Linked DNA regions of Mus musculus: all the other regions are linked to region 1. A link is a contact called in public HiChIP or PLAC-seq data. All regions are on one chromosome and are shown on one strand. Each heading gives the region's core, a stretch centred on a gene start, on an enhancer-like site or on the middle of the called end of the contact. The rest is flanking DNA. Distances are from core to core; before and after follow the strand shown.

The links. HiChIP or PLAC-seq counts read pairs in DNA pulled down with a chosen protein or histone mark.
Region 2: an HNF4G HiChIP or PLAC-seq map of pancreatic cancer cells shows a contact between it and region 1. The contact joins the promoter of Atxn10 here to the enhancer-like site in region 1. A contact is called at or near these places in 4 of 115 datasets of contacts at active chromatin or transcription factors (bone marrow-derived macrophages, embryonic basal ganglia, large pre-B cells and 1 more).
Region 3: a FOXA1 HiChIP or PLAC-seq map of pancreatic cancer cells shows a contact between it and region 1. The contact joins two enhancer-like sites. A contact is called at or near these places in 1 of 484 Hi-C or Micro-C datasets (uterus) and 1 of 115 datasets of contacts at active chromatin or transcription factors (pancreatic cancer cells).
Region 4: a contact with region 1 is called in a FOXA1 HiChIP or PLAC-seq map of pancreatic cancer cells. The contact joins two enhancer-like sites. A contact is called at or near these places in 2 of 115 datasets of contacts at active chromatin or transcription factors (embryonic stem cells and pancreatic cancer cells) and 1 of 9 other capture datasets (embryonic stem cells).

What each region holds. Positions count from the first base shown.
Region 1 is chr15:85,611,865-85,614,564 of GRCm38.p6, forward strand. No RefSeq gene overlaps it. Among named protein-coding and RNA genes, the nearest start is that of D130051D11Rik, 21 kb to the right of the region's middle. Within about 2 kb of position 1,272, at least 118 of the 459 cell types and tissues checked have an H3K27ac peak or open chromatin away from gene starts, as enhancers often do. A contact at or near this core is called in embryonic basal ganglia and pancreatic cancer cells, where this site is marked.
Region 2 is chr15:85,334,936-85,337,635 of GRCm38.p6, forward strand. Atxn10 (ataxin 10) reads left to right here and starts at 1,320. Exons shown (of 12, transcript NM_016843.4): 1 at 1,320-1,645. The coding sequence starts at 1,530.
Region 3 is chr15:86,082,418-86,085,117 of GRCm38.p6, forward strand. All of the region lies in intron 1 of Gramd4 (GRAM domain containing 4), which reads left to right. Among named protein-coding and RNA genes, the nearest start is that of Gm15722, 7.5 kb to the right of the region's middle. Within about 2 kb of position 1,339, at least 58 of the 459 cell types and tissues checked have an H3K27ac peak or open chromatin away from gene starts, as enhancers often do. A contact at or near this core is called in pancreatic cancer cells, where this site is marked.
Region 4 is chr15:85,228,689-85,231,402 of GRCm38.p6, forward strand. Fbln1 (fibulin 1) reads left to right here. Exons shown (of 17, transcript NM_010180.2): 5 at 872-928; 6 at 2,111-2,212. Among named protein-coding and RNA genes, the nearest start is that of Fbln1, 24 kb to the left of the region's middle. Within about 2 kb of position 1,458, at least 65 of the 459 cell types and tissues checked have an H3K27ac peak or open chromatin away from gene starts, as enhancers often do. A contact at or near this core is called in pancreatic cancer cells, where this site is marked.

The DNA.
Region 1 (2,700 bases), core at 22-2,521:
GGCTCATTTTGTGCCTTGGGCAGGTCGCCCAGGCAAGGAGGCCACTGGCGGCCATTCTCCAGGACCTCCTCCCGTCTGCAAGAAGCATTACCTCATCGGGAAGCCATTCCGGAAAAGAGCTGCAAGAGTTCCATGAGTGGGGATGAAGAGGGCTTTCCAAGAGCCTCCTGGCCACCCAGGAGCCCAGCCAGGGTGGACAGCACATCCCAGTTTCTGTCCAGTGACCGCTACAGGGAGGTGACAAGACTGAATTGGACTGAGCAGATAGGAGGAACGGTCCTGCCTGAAGCCAGCAGCTTCCGGGAGGGCAGAGCAGATATTTCAAGAGCTGGAACAAAATGGCCAGACGTGAGGGAGGCCGGAGAAATGAAGGGCAGAGTTGCCAAGCCCTGACCCTCTCCAGCCCATGTCCCCTCCTGCAAAATACAGAAGCATTAGGCACACTGAGATGTACCCTGCTGTCAAATGGCACCCGTCCAGAAGCATTGGGCTTCTCGATGACTTGATCAGCCACATGATCGGGAAACTGTAAGGACAGCTTGGGGTGGGGGGATGCACTAAAGGTGACCAGGAGAGCTCCCTAGCCGTTGACCCAGTGACAGTATTAGAGAGCACTCTTGGAGCCTTGATTTTCTCATCTGGAGAATGGAGCAATTAAGCTTCCCGTCCAAAAGACGTCTGAGAACACAGGCACTGACAAACTGGTGCTTTTGGGGCCACATCGGTGGGTCCTCCCCTGCCTGGGCCAGGGGACCCCTCCTAAGATGAGCACACACTTCTCACCTTGCCCCAGAGGGAGTGAAACGCTGTCCTCCAACTCCACCCACCCAACCACAGAGTTGCCCGGGCTCACTATCTTTTCCCAAATCCTACCTGGAGAATATCCATGCACCCTGAAAATAAATAGAGAAGAAACTGGCCCTGTCCGGATTACACTGAGACCCATTGAGGGAGCCTGTGGACACAGGTCCAAGGTCAGGCCCATCACATGCGGAGCTGTTCTGGCTACTTATTAGAGAAAAACCTAGGACACACCAGCAGGCAGGAAGTGTCGTTGGGGACAAGAATTAGATGTTTTGAGCCTGGGGCGTCAGACTGATCTTATTGAATGATTGGAGATTCCAAAAGGACAGGAGAAAACCAGAGGCTGGGCAGAAGGCTTTTTGTTTGTTTGTTTCATTGATTGATTTTTGTCTGCATTTATATCTGTGCATCATGGATGTGCAGTGTCCATAGTGACCAGAAGAGGGCACCAGATACCCTGGAACTGAGGCAAAGGCAATTGTGAGCTAGCACATAGGGGCTGAGAATTGAACCTGGGTCCTCTGGAACAACTCGTAACTGTCGCTCCATCTCTCCAGCCCCCCAGCAGTTTTAAGACAGCTGAGGAGCTCTTGAGGGAGCCCACACCCTTCCTCCTGTGCACAGAAAGTCCTGCCAGAGCAGGGCAGAGGTGCTAGGTAAAGGGCTTCCCTGCAGGCAGCAAGCAGACAACCGCCTGGGTGTTAAGGATGGCCGAGCTGACCCCAGGATCTGTGTGACCCCAGGGCCCCTGAAACCCTTGGCTGTCTCTGCACCCAGCCTAGCTAGTGAGGGGGCGGGACAGGGGCAGCTGGTACAGGGCCAGTACAGCAGGAGGTCTGAAGAGACTGAGAAAGCAACTGGGCAGAGAGCGGGGCTGGGCAAGACAGGTGGCCTGTGCTGTTTCCATGGCTCCCGGGCTCTGCCTGCCCAGCTCAGCCTGGGAAAAACAAGCTGGGCACAGAGCAAACAGTGCCTGTGGCCACTAGGACAAAGGCAGGGCTGTTTAGGTGCTTGCGGCAGCCAAAGGGCCTCCTTGGCGGAACATCGGTTTAGACTAGGCCAGTCAGGGTTGAGCTGCCACACCCTGCAGTGTCCGGGCTCTTAACCTCTGGGGTGCAAGCTGGTACTGTGGCTGGAGGCTGGAGGAGGGGGGAAGGAAGAGGGTCAGCAGCACCCTAGATATGTACTCTGGCATCATGGTCTCTCATCTGGGTTTTCAGGGCACTAAGAACAGCAGGATGCCCGTCTAAGTCCCTGGGCAAGCAGCCCCACAGCAACCCAAGAGTCCCTCCACCACCCCCAGGGGCGTCGCAGAGAGTGTGGGAAATGCACTTTTTGCTGCCACTGGGACAGATGCAGCTTTGGCCACAAGCCAACTGAGCTGGAAGTGCCAGCCAGAGTGCTAGAGAACAGGCCTGACCCTGAGCTGGAAGGAAGCACCCTTCGCCAAGACAGCACTCCCAACATCCTGTAGTACTGTACCCCGGCTGCCCTCAGATAGACATTCTGCACTGGCTAGAGCGCCATTCTTCTGACGGCTTGAATCCCCTCCCACAAGAGAGCCCAGCTTGTATGTGGACACCTGTGCTTCGGGGGCCAGCTTGTAGGAAGACGGGGACAAGTAGGGACTCATTCACAGAAGGGTCTCAGCAGCAGGCTGGTTTATGAGTAACTAAGGCCTTCCTGGGATACAGAGAGGCTGACCCTATGTCATCTCATTTCAGCAGGGAACATGTAGCCAAATGACACTCAGGCCAGTTGAGTGTGGAAGATATACAAAGGGTTAGGGACTGGACTGGGCCCTTTTAAAAAGGGGTCTATATTTGAGGAGCAAGGGGGCATCAGACAGCAGCCCTCGGAGTTCACAGGCCCCACAGAAGACCCTTTCTGCCCCTG
Region 2 (2,700 bases), core at 70-2,569, 280 kb before region 1:
CTGCCATGCTTCCTGCCATGCTGATAATGGACTGAACCTCTGAAACTGTGTGAATTAATCCCAAATAAATAATTTCTTTGTAAGAGTTGCCTTGGTCATGGTGTCTCTTCACAGTAATAAAAATCTAGGATACCTACATACACATGTTGGGAAATAAACTCAGGTCTCCTGGAAGATAGAGTACTCTTAATGTCTGAGCAAGCTCTTCAGCCCCAATATGGGGATATTCCTGATAAGCACCCACTCTCTTCCCCGGGTCCCCTATAGTATTAATTGACAAGGTTCTAGAATCACCAGAGACAACCCTCTGGGCATGTTTGTGAAGAACTGTCTAGATGAGGTTAGTGTGTGGAAATCTGCCCCCAGTGTGGGTGATAGCATTCCATGGTCTAGATTAAAAAAAAAAAAAGTCAAAGCCAGCTGTCTGTTTTCTGGCTTAATAGATGCAATGTGACAAGCTGCCTAAAGCCCTGTGTCACAAGTCCCCACCACGTGGGCCTGTACTCTCAACCTGTGAGCCAAAAGAAACCTATCCTTTGTAAAATTGCTTCTATCACATATTTTGATATTGCAACAAGAAAGGAATACACCTCTTAGGGAGGTACTTCTTCTCAGCCTTCTCTCTGTGGGAAGCCTCCTTCCTGGAGTCTTGGGAAAGACTTCTTTCCCAAGGGGGCATTTTTGATCAGCGTCCCCTTCCCATGAGGAGCCTCTATCCAAGGTCTTCCTCCATGGCTTGAGGTATCCAGCATCTTTTCCCTATGTGGGAATCTCCGATTCAGGTCTCCCTCAGTGGAACACCTCAACCTCGCATTCCCTCCCCTGGAGTCTCCATTTCAGGTTTTCCTGCAATAGAACTGGTTGGCCTAGCAACACATGCCCTGAGGGTAAGTCTCCTCTGCAGGTCCCCTCCCATGGTGACACCTCTGGCCTGTATCCCTGCTCTTCCTCTCAGGGGCCTCCTTTCCAGGTCTCCTTAGGGACAACATCCATTATTCTGGGGGCGCTGCTTCGGCCTGGTATCTCTTCCCCAGAGGGAAACCTCTGCATGAGTGGACCCCCACCAATGGTGGCCCTTGCTCATGGAAAGCATCTGTCCCTGATAAGACACTCATTCTCTAGGACACTCTACAGGCCACCCCCCCCCCCCCACCCCGACCCCTTCATCTCAGTATTCTGTCCTCTGACGGGGTCTTTACTCCACGTCTCCCCACCGTGGGGACCGAAGACCTCCCCCATCCCACCCTACGCAGGAGCAGGACTTCCGCTGCGCCCCCTCCCCTCAGGCGGGACTTCCGCCCCGCCCCCTCCCCCTCCCCCTGCCGCGTCGCCTTGTCCTCTTCGCCTGAGGCAAGCCAGCTAGTCTCGCGCTCTCTGCCTTGCAGCACCACGGGATCTGGGTGACGCGGGCTGCGGAAGCCAGAGCCGTGCAGACCGCGTCTCCATCTCCTCGCCTGTCGTCTGTCTCCCCCACTTCTCTTCGCTCTGCTCTCCGCCTGGTCAGGCTCGGCCCCAGAGCGAGTGGCAAGATGGCGGCGCCCAGGATGCCACCCTCCCGGCTGTCGGGCATCATGGTGCCCGCACCCATCCAGGACCTGGAGGCCTTGCGCGCGCTCACGGCGCTCTTCAAGGAGCAGCGTAACCGGTAACTGCGCGGGGGCTGCCACCTAGGAAGGAGGAAGAGGAACCATGGAGGGCTCTGGGCTGGGCTGGGCTTGACTGGGCTGGGCTGGGCAGCGGCGAGCGAGGCGGGGCGGCGGGCTCCATCAGCTCGGCCCACGCTCAGGTTGTGGCTCTGTGGCGCTCGCCTAGGCCTGCTCTGGGACGAGGGTTTGGCCAGGCTCTAAGAGGGGCAGACGATGGCGACACTGGTCCCCAAGCCGGCGGCGGGGAAGCTGTTGGTTCGGCTCCTCTGGCGGGGCCCTGAGGGCGGTGGCCAGGGAAGGGAGGCGTGTTCGGGCTCGCTTCTCCCTCTGGGTTAGAGGGCGTTCTGTCCAGGAGCCTGCAGAGCTGGCCTGGCTTCGTGACATCTGCTCAGCATCGCCTCTAACCCTTCTGTTTCTAGCCTTACAAAATGGGAGCTGTGGTGCGTTGTTTTCAGTGCTGAGATGAAATAAACGTGTTTAAACAGAAGTGTGCGAGGCTGTCAGTTCCTGATGGATTTTTGTGGTATGGTTTGCGCTGCAGTTTCCTTGTCTGTTTAATGGAAACAAGGTTCGCTGGGACCTCCTTGGTTGAGTTGACAGTGAGGGTTTAATGAGACGATGCGTGTTACATCCTTAGGCCATGCCTGACACTTAGTACTAAACACCATTGGTGTTTTCTCTTAACAGTAATGGTCTCCCCTGGACCAAGTCTTGGGAGAGGACCCGGAGCCCTTGGTCTCTCCTGTAGAGAGATAACAAGCAGGCCTAGAGTGTGGACAAAGGGCAGAGAACGCGGTGGGGGTGGGGGTGGGGGAAGCACGTAGGCTCAGTGGTCACAGGAACGTTTTCTAAAAATAGGTAGCCGCCAGACATGTCACGTGGCTCAGCCCTGCAGTTCCAGCATTCAGGAAGCAGAGGCAGGTGGATCTCTTGAGTTTGAGGCTGGACCAGTCAGCATTGTGACATCCTCTGTATCTCAAAAACAAATAAACCCGGGCTGGAGAGATGGCTCAGCAGGTAAGAGCACCGACTGCTCTTCCAAAGGTCATGAGTT
Region 3 (2,700 bases), core at 89-2,588, 470 kb after region 1:
GCTGGTCATGGGGCTGAGGTTCTTGCCGGCCTGTCCAACCATTTAATGGGTCAGTAACTCCCAGGACTCTTGTGGGAGTTCTTTCTCTTCACAGATGCATTGATCTAGGATGGAAGGTATGTATAGCTACCTGTTTCCGCTGGGTTTTGTAAATGCTTGTTGGCACACAACCATGCCTGTTGGCATTGTGTCAGGCAGTTGGACAGGGACTAGATGGCCCCCATCCCACGTGGCCAACGGGCTTCCCGTAGCACCATCTGCGGAGCCCTGTCCCCGCAGCAGGCTGCATGCTTTCAGATCAAGGATGGTGCCACATTGTGCTTTCTGGAATGTGGGCCGGGGCCATGGCAGGGAGACAGGTTGTATCCGGGAACTGCAGAGGGCTTCTCCTTGCCAATGTCCCATGGGTTCCATGCGTCCTGGCTGCTCTGAGGATGGCTGGAGCTGGGGAAAGGGTGCTTTGCCAGTGAGGAGTTCTTGCGTGGGTTTCTCGTTGCTGAGCAGTCACTTATGTAATAGAGGGTTTTGCTCAGTTACCTGCTGGAATACAGGGTTTTCCCTGCAAGCTTCGTTTTCTTAAATGAAGCTGTGTGTGGCTACTCTGTTAGATTCCCCACTCAGTCTCAAAGGCAGAGGGTCCTGCGGGCTAAATTACACTGTGAAGGACGGCTGGGCTCGGAGCTCTGGAGTATGTTGGAATCAATGTGTATTGCTGCTGTCTTACCTCTTACCCTGCCTGCCTTCCCAGGCCTCATTTTCCCCCAACTATCAGTCAGATCAGCAGTAGCAACCCTCAGTGGTGACCGGAACTAAGGGAGACCTGGTATGTGTTGCGGGTAGGATGGGGATGGGTGGTTGCAGAGCTTGTTCCATTTCTCATCGATTAAGAAAGGGGCCAACAAATGAGGTGGTGGCCTGCTGGCTTGAGGATAGAAGTCCTGGAGTGACTCTGCTTGTCAACAACATTCCAACCGTGACTGCTTTGCTGACATTGCCAGTGAGGGTTGTGGTCACCGCAGGTCCGAGGAAGGAGGTTCTCTCTGTTTCAGGAACTGTAGGGGCCTGGGGGAGGTGCTGGGATCTCTAAGTGTGCTGTAGTCATGGTGCATCTGTCTGGGGTTCTGTGGAGTGAGCCTGGACAGAGGCCAGGTCACCTGGAGATGGCCTTCATGTGGGCAGGGATTGAATATATTCGAGGCAGCCAGGACTGGTTGGCTCTAGGAACTCACTTCAGCCTTAAACCTGAAGAGCTACTGAGGGACCCGGTGACAGAGTGCAGAGGGTTTCCTGCAGGAGGGGACAAAGACCTTGGTGGCTTGTGGCTGGCTGGAGAAGCTTTGCTTCCTTAAAATGGCCCCCTGCTCCCTGCCCTCAAACACAGTTATACTTTGAGTGTCAGAATCCCTCTGTCCTGATGCCTGGTCTGTGTCTCCTCCCCTCCCCCCTACCAAGGCTGCTCGGAAGCTCCTGGAGACACTTAGTATAGTCTCAGAACCACCTCTTCTCTCTTCCATCCCCTGCTAGATGGGAGGGCCACCGTAGTGCCCAGTGGCTTTGTGACGGAGATTTACGGGGGGAGCTAAAGATACTTGTGTCTCCTCCTGGAAAGTAGATCTTTGTCTTTGCTACTTACTGTCCCTACTGGTGCTGGGGTCCTTCTGGTGCTGGGTCAGGTCACCCTCTACAGCCATGTAAGTTAGGGACTCACTATATCTTCTAGCAGAAGAACCGAGGGCATGGGGAAGTCGTGTGACTGAAATCACACAGCCAAGGTTGCGGGCTTCAGGCTGTCCCTGCCACCTCACCACATGGCTGGGGCCAATCCAGTAGAAGGTGATCAAACCTAGCTTCTGTTTGCCCACTGCTAGGGGATTTGCAGACGTGGCCCTGTCCCTACATTGGTACTGGAGGCACAGGATGGTAAGATTCATCCCTGATCCTCAAGAAGCAGCATAAGCATAATTCTGTCTTAGCCACTTTTTATTTTCTGTGACAAACGCCATGATCAAAGGAACTCATGAAAGAAAACATTGTATTTGGAGCTCCTGGTTTTAGAGGGTTGGTTCATGAGCATCATGGTGGGGGAACATGGCAGCTGGCAGGCAGGATGGCCTTGAAGCAGGAGCTGAGAGCGTACGTCTTGATCCTAGGTAGTGAGAGCTAACTGTGAATAGTGTGCTTGTGTGTGTGTGTGTTGTTTTGTTTTAGGTGTTTTGTTTTTTTTGAGACAGGGTCTCACTATGTAGCTCTGTCTGTCCTGGAACTCAGTATGTAAACCAGGCTGGCTTCGAACTCACAGAGATCCCAAGTGCTGGGATAAAAGGCATGCACCACCACCTCTACATGTTACGGGCTTTTGAAATCTCAACCCCTGCCCACAGTGACGCATCTCCTACAACACAGCCAGCTTAACATTCAGGGCCCCCAGTTGCCCAGGTTACAGGACCATGGTGTGGACCTAGGGTGCAGGAGGTGGCTCCCAGGTGCCCCTAGAGCTTTGGCAGACCTGGACACTCTCAGGTCTGAGCCAACATCCCAGACCTGGTACTGCAGAGACAGTGGCCAGAGGGGAGCGTACAGACAGGATTTTTGGTAATACCTTAGGCCCTGGGGATGCTTATTGGTCTAGGGAGATGGGTTGGTTGGTAGCTTTGTATGTGTGTGTGTGTGTGTGTGTGTGTGTGTGTGTGTGTGTGTGTG
Region 4 (2,714 bases), core at 208-2,707, 380 kb before region 1:
AGGCTGGCTCCCTTGCAGACCTCACTTTGCCCTGGCAATTGGTGGGTGATTGCCCTTTGATCTGATCCTCTCAGGAAGGCCTTGATGTGTAAGGTCACATGACAAACAGTGATGTGTAAGGTCACATGACAAACAGTAGTGGAGGGAGGACTTGGCCTTTTTGAGTCTTGGCCAGTGTGAGCCAGTGGCTGGGTGCATCTGTGTTCAGGTGGCAGGCTCTTCCTCAGAGGGCTGTGGGACCACAGAAGCAGTTCTGTTGGCCAGCTCTACCTGTCCCCATTGACTACAGCCACCTGTGCTTGAAGCCCTGAGGGCCATGGCTCTGTGATATAGGAATTTCTTGTTGTTTTTAATTTATATTTCTGAGTATGAGTGTTTCCTGCATATATGTATACCGTGTGCCCTCCATGGTCAGAAGAGTTCTCTTAGAGGACAGAGGAGGGAATTGGAGCCCCAGGAACTGGAACTACTGGTGGCCGTGAGCCAAGTGTGGGAGCTAGGAACGGAACCCAGGTCCTCTGCAAGAAAGATGTGTTTTTAACCGCTGAGCCATCTCTCCAGCCCCGACCCCCTGGTTCTTTCATCCGCTCTCTTACACTGTGAGCTCCTGAGTCGTGCAGGAAGCCCTGAGAAGCTGCAGGCAATCCGTGCACTATGCTTGCTGGGAATTTTACCTCATTCACATCTCTCTTGAGCTTTAGACTCACCGACTACGATAACTAATTCAGGCTGTGTGTTGGGAGAGCTTACCTGCCCCTTCATGTGAGGGTACATTTACCAAAGTTGAACGAGTGTGGTGTGCTCGGATGTGTCCGGTCCTGACAGGAGGAGCAGGTGCTTGTGTCATCTTGTGTCATCTCTCTACCCCTAGCTAAGATTCCTGACGAGGAGGACCAAGAAGACCCGTACCTGAATGACCGCTGTCGAGGTGAGATGTTGGGATCTGTGGGAGTCCTTTGGTAGGTAGCTATGAAAGCCCAGGGGATAGTGTTGACTTCTGCTAAGACTCAGCTGGAAAGTACTTCTGTTCTTGGGGCCCTTGGGGCTCCCTGTTTCTTCCACCCTTGAGTGCTCAGAGCCGGGGGGATCTGTCGGGGACAGTGGCTTATGGAGGCAGGACTGGTGTGAGCACTCCAGTGCCAGCAAGCTCCTGGGCTCTGTGGGTGATGATACTTCTCCAAGGCTGCGATGCCCCAGGAGAGTAGCTATTTCTTATCTGTGTGTCCCTGGAGCCCCGCTTGTCCCTGTAGAGTCATGGTCTCTTAGGAGACCTTTGCACTTACGTTAGAGTGACCACGCAGTGCAGCCTTTTCTAACTAAATTCTTTTTCTTCAAGAACATTCTGGCTCATCTAACCTGACCGTTCTGTTGCAGCTCCACCCAAAGGGTTCACTCTGCGACTGGGTGTTAGGTATGCAGGCAGCTTAATCACAAAGTGATAGCGCCAGCACTCAGTGTCAACCTGCGCTGAGGCCAGGAGGGAGGGGAGAGGGAGATAAGGAGTTCCCAGGAAGCTTGGAGTGAGCCCTCTCTGGGTGGCCACAGATGATTTCTGCGAGAGTGACAGCCGGTGTGACAACTTAGGAGGATCCATTAGCCACCATCGCTGTAAGGCCTGCGTGCCCCTGATAGCCAGCCAGGCTGTGGCAAAGGAAACACAGATCATCCCAGTGGGGTTACACTCGAAGTATCCCGTGTGAGTCACAGGGGAGGTGCCAGGCAGGGAGAGGCTGTACCCACAATTGTCACAGCACCGGACATGGACATGGGCAAGCTAGCAGGAATGGGCAGCTGGAAACCCTTGAGAGTTACATGGGCTCTGATAGAGCCCTGCCTCCAGGTGGAGCCTGTTCCCCCCAGGCCTCTTGTTGACCACGAGCAGTATGCCTCCCCAGGTCCACTCTAACCACAGAAGCAACACAAGGTTCCTAACTTGTCAGACCTCTGCTGCCTTCAGAGGCCCCGGAGACGCTCAGAGCCGAGGCTTGGGAGTGTCCCAAGGACCACACGTGGCTGTGGCAAGGAGCCTGTTTTCTGTGTCCGTGCATCCTGGAAGGGTCTCTGAAGGTCGCTCAGTCTGTTCACTAGCTCCCATGGACTCTGGTTGCAGGTGGCGGGCCCTGTAAGCAGCAGTGCCGTGACACTGGGGACGAGGTGATCTGCTCTTGCTTTGTGGGCTACCAGCTGCAGTCGGATGGTGTCTCCTGCGAAGGTAACATCTGAGAGCTAGCCCCTGTGCTTCGGAGCCTCTGCTGAGCAGGCCTGCGTGGCACAACCTTTGTTCCATTCCTGGAACACAGCTGGGACCTGCGTGCTGCCTGGACAAGGCTGTCTTCTAGAAGACTATAGATACAGTGTGGGCAAAGGGCTGCATTGGGGTTCACCTGGGTTCAGGATCTGCCGTGAGGCCTTGGGTAGATCTTTCTTTCTGCCTTTCCCGTTGTCTAAGAGATGGGGATGATGCATGCGACCTCCTTTGTGGGAGTCTTGTAGACGCCATGATTCTAGGGTCTGGCCCTTACTCAAAGAGATCTGAAACTTAACAGAGCTTGATTTGGTGTCTGCCCCTCTCCAGATGTGCCCACAGCAAGACTCAGCTCAGTTTGATTGGGCAACTTGATGAATGCAGGAAGCCAGATCCACCATGGCTTCTGGGACATTCCTTCTGCTCAAGCTTAAGGCTTGGTTGTTCTTGCTGGTTACTTCTGCATCGC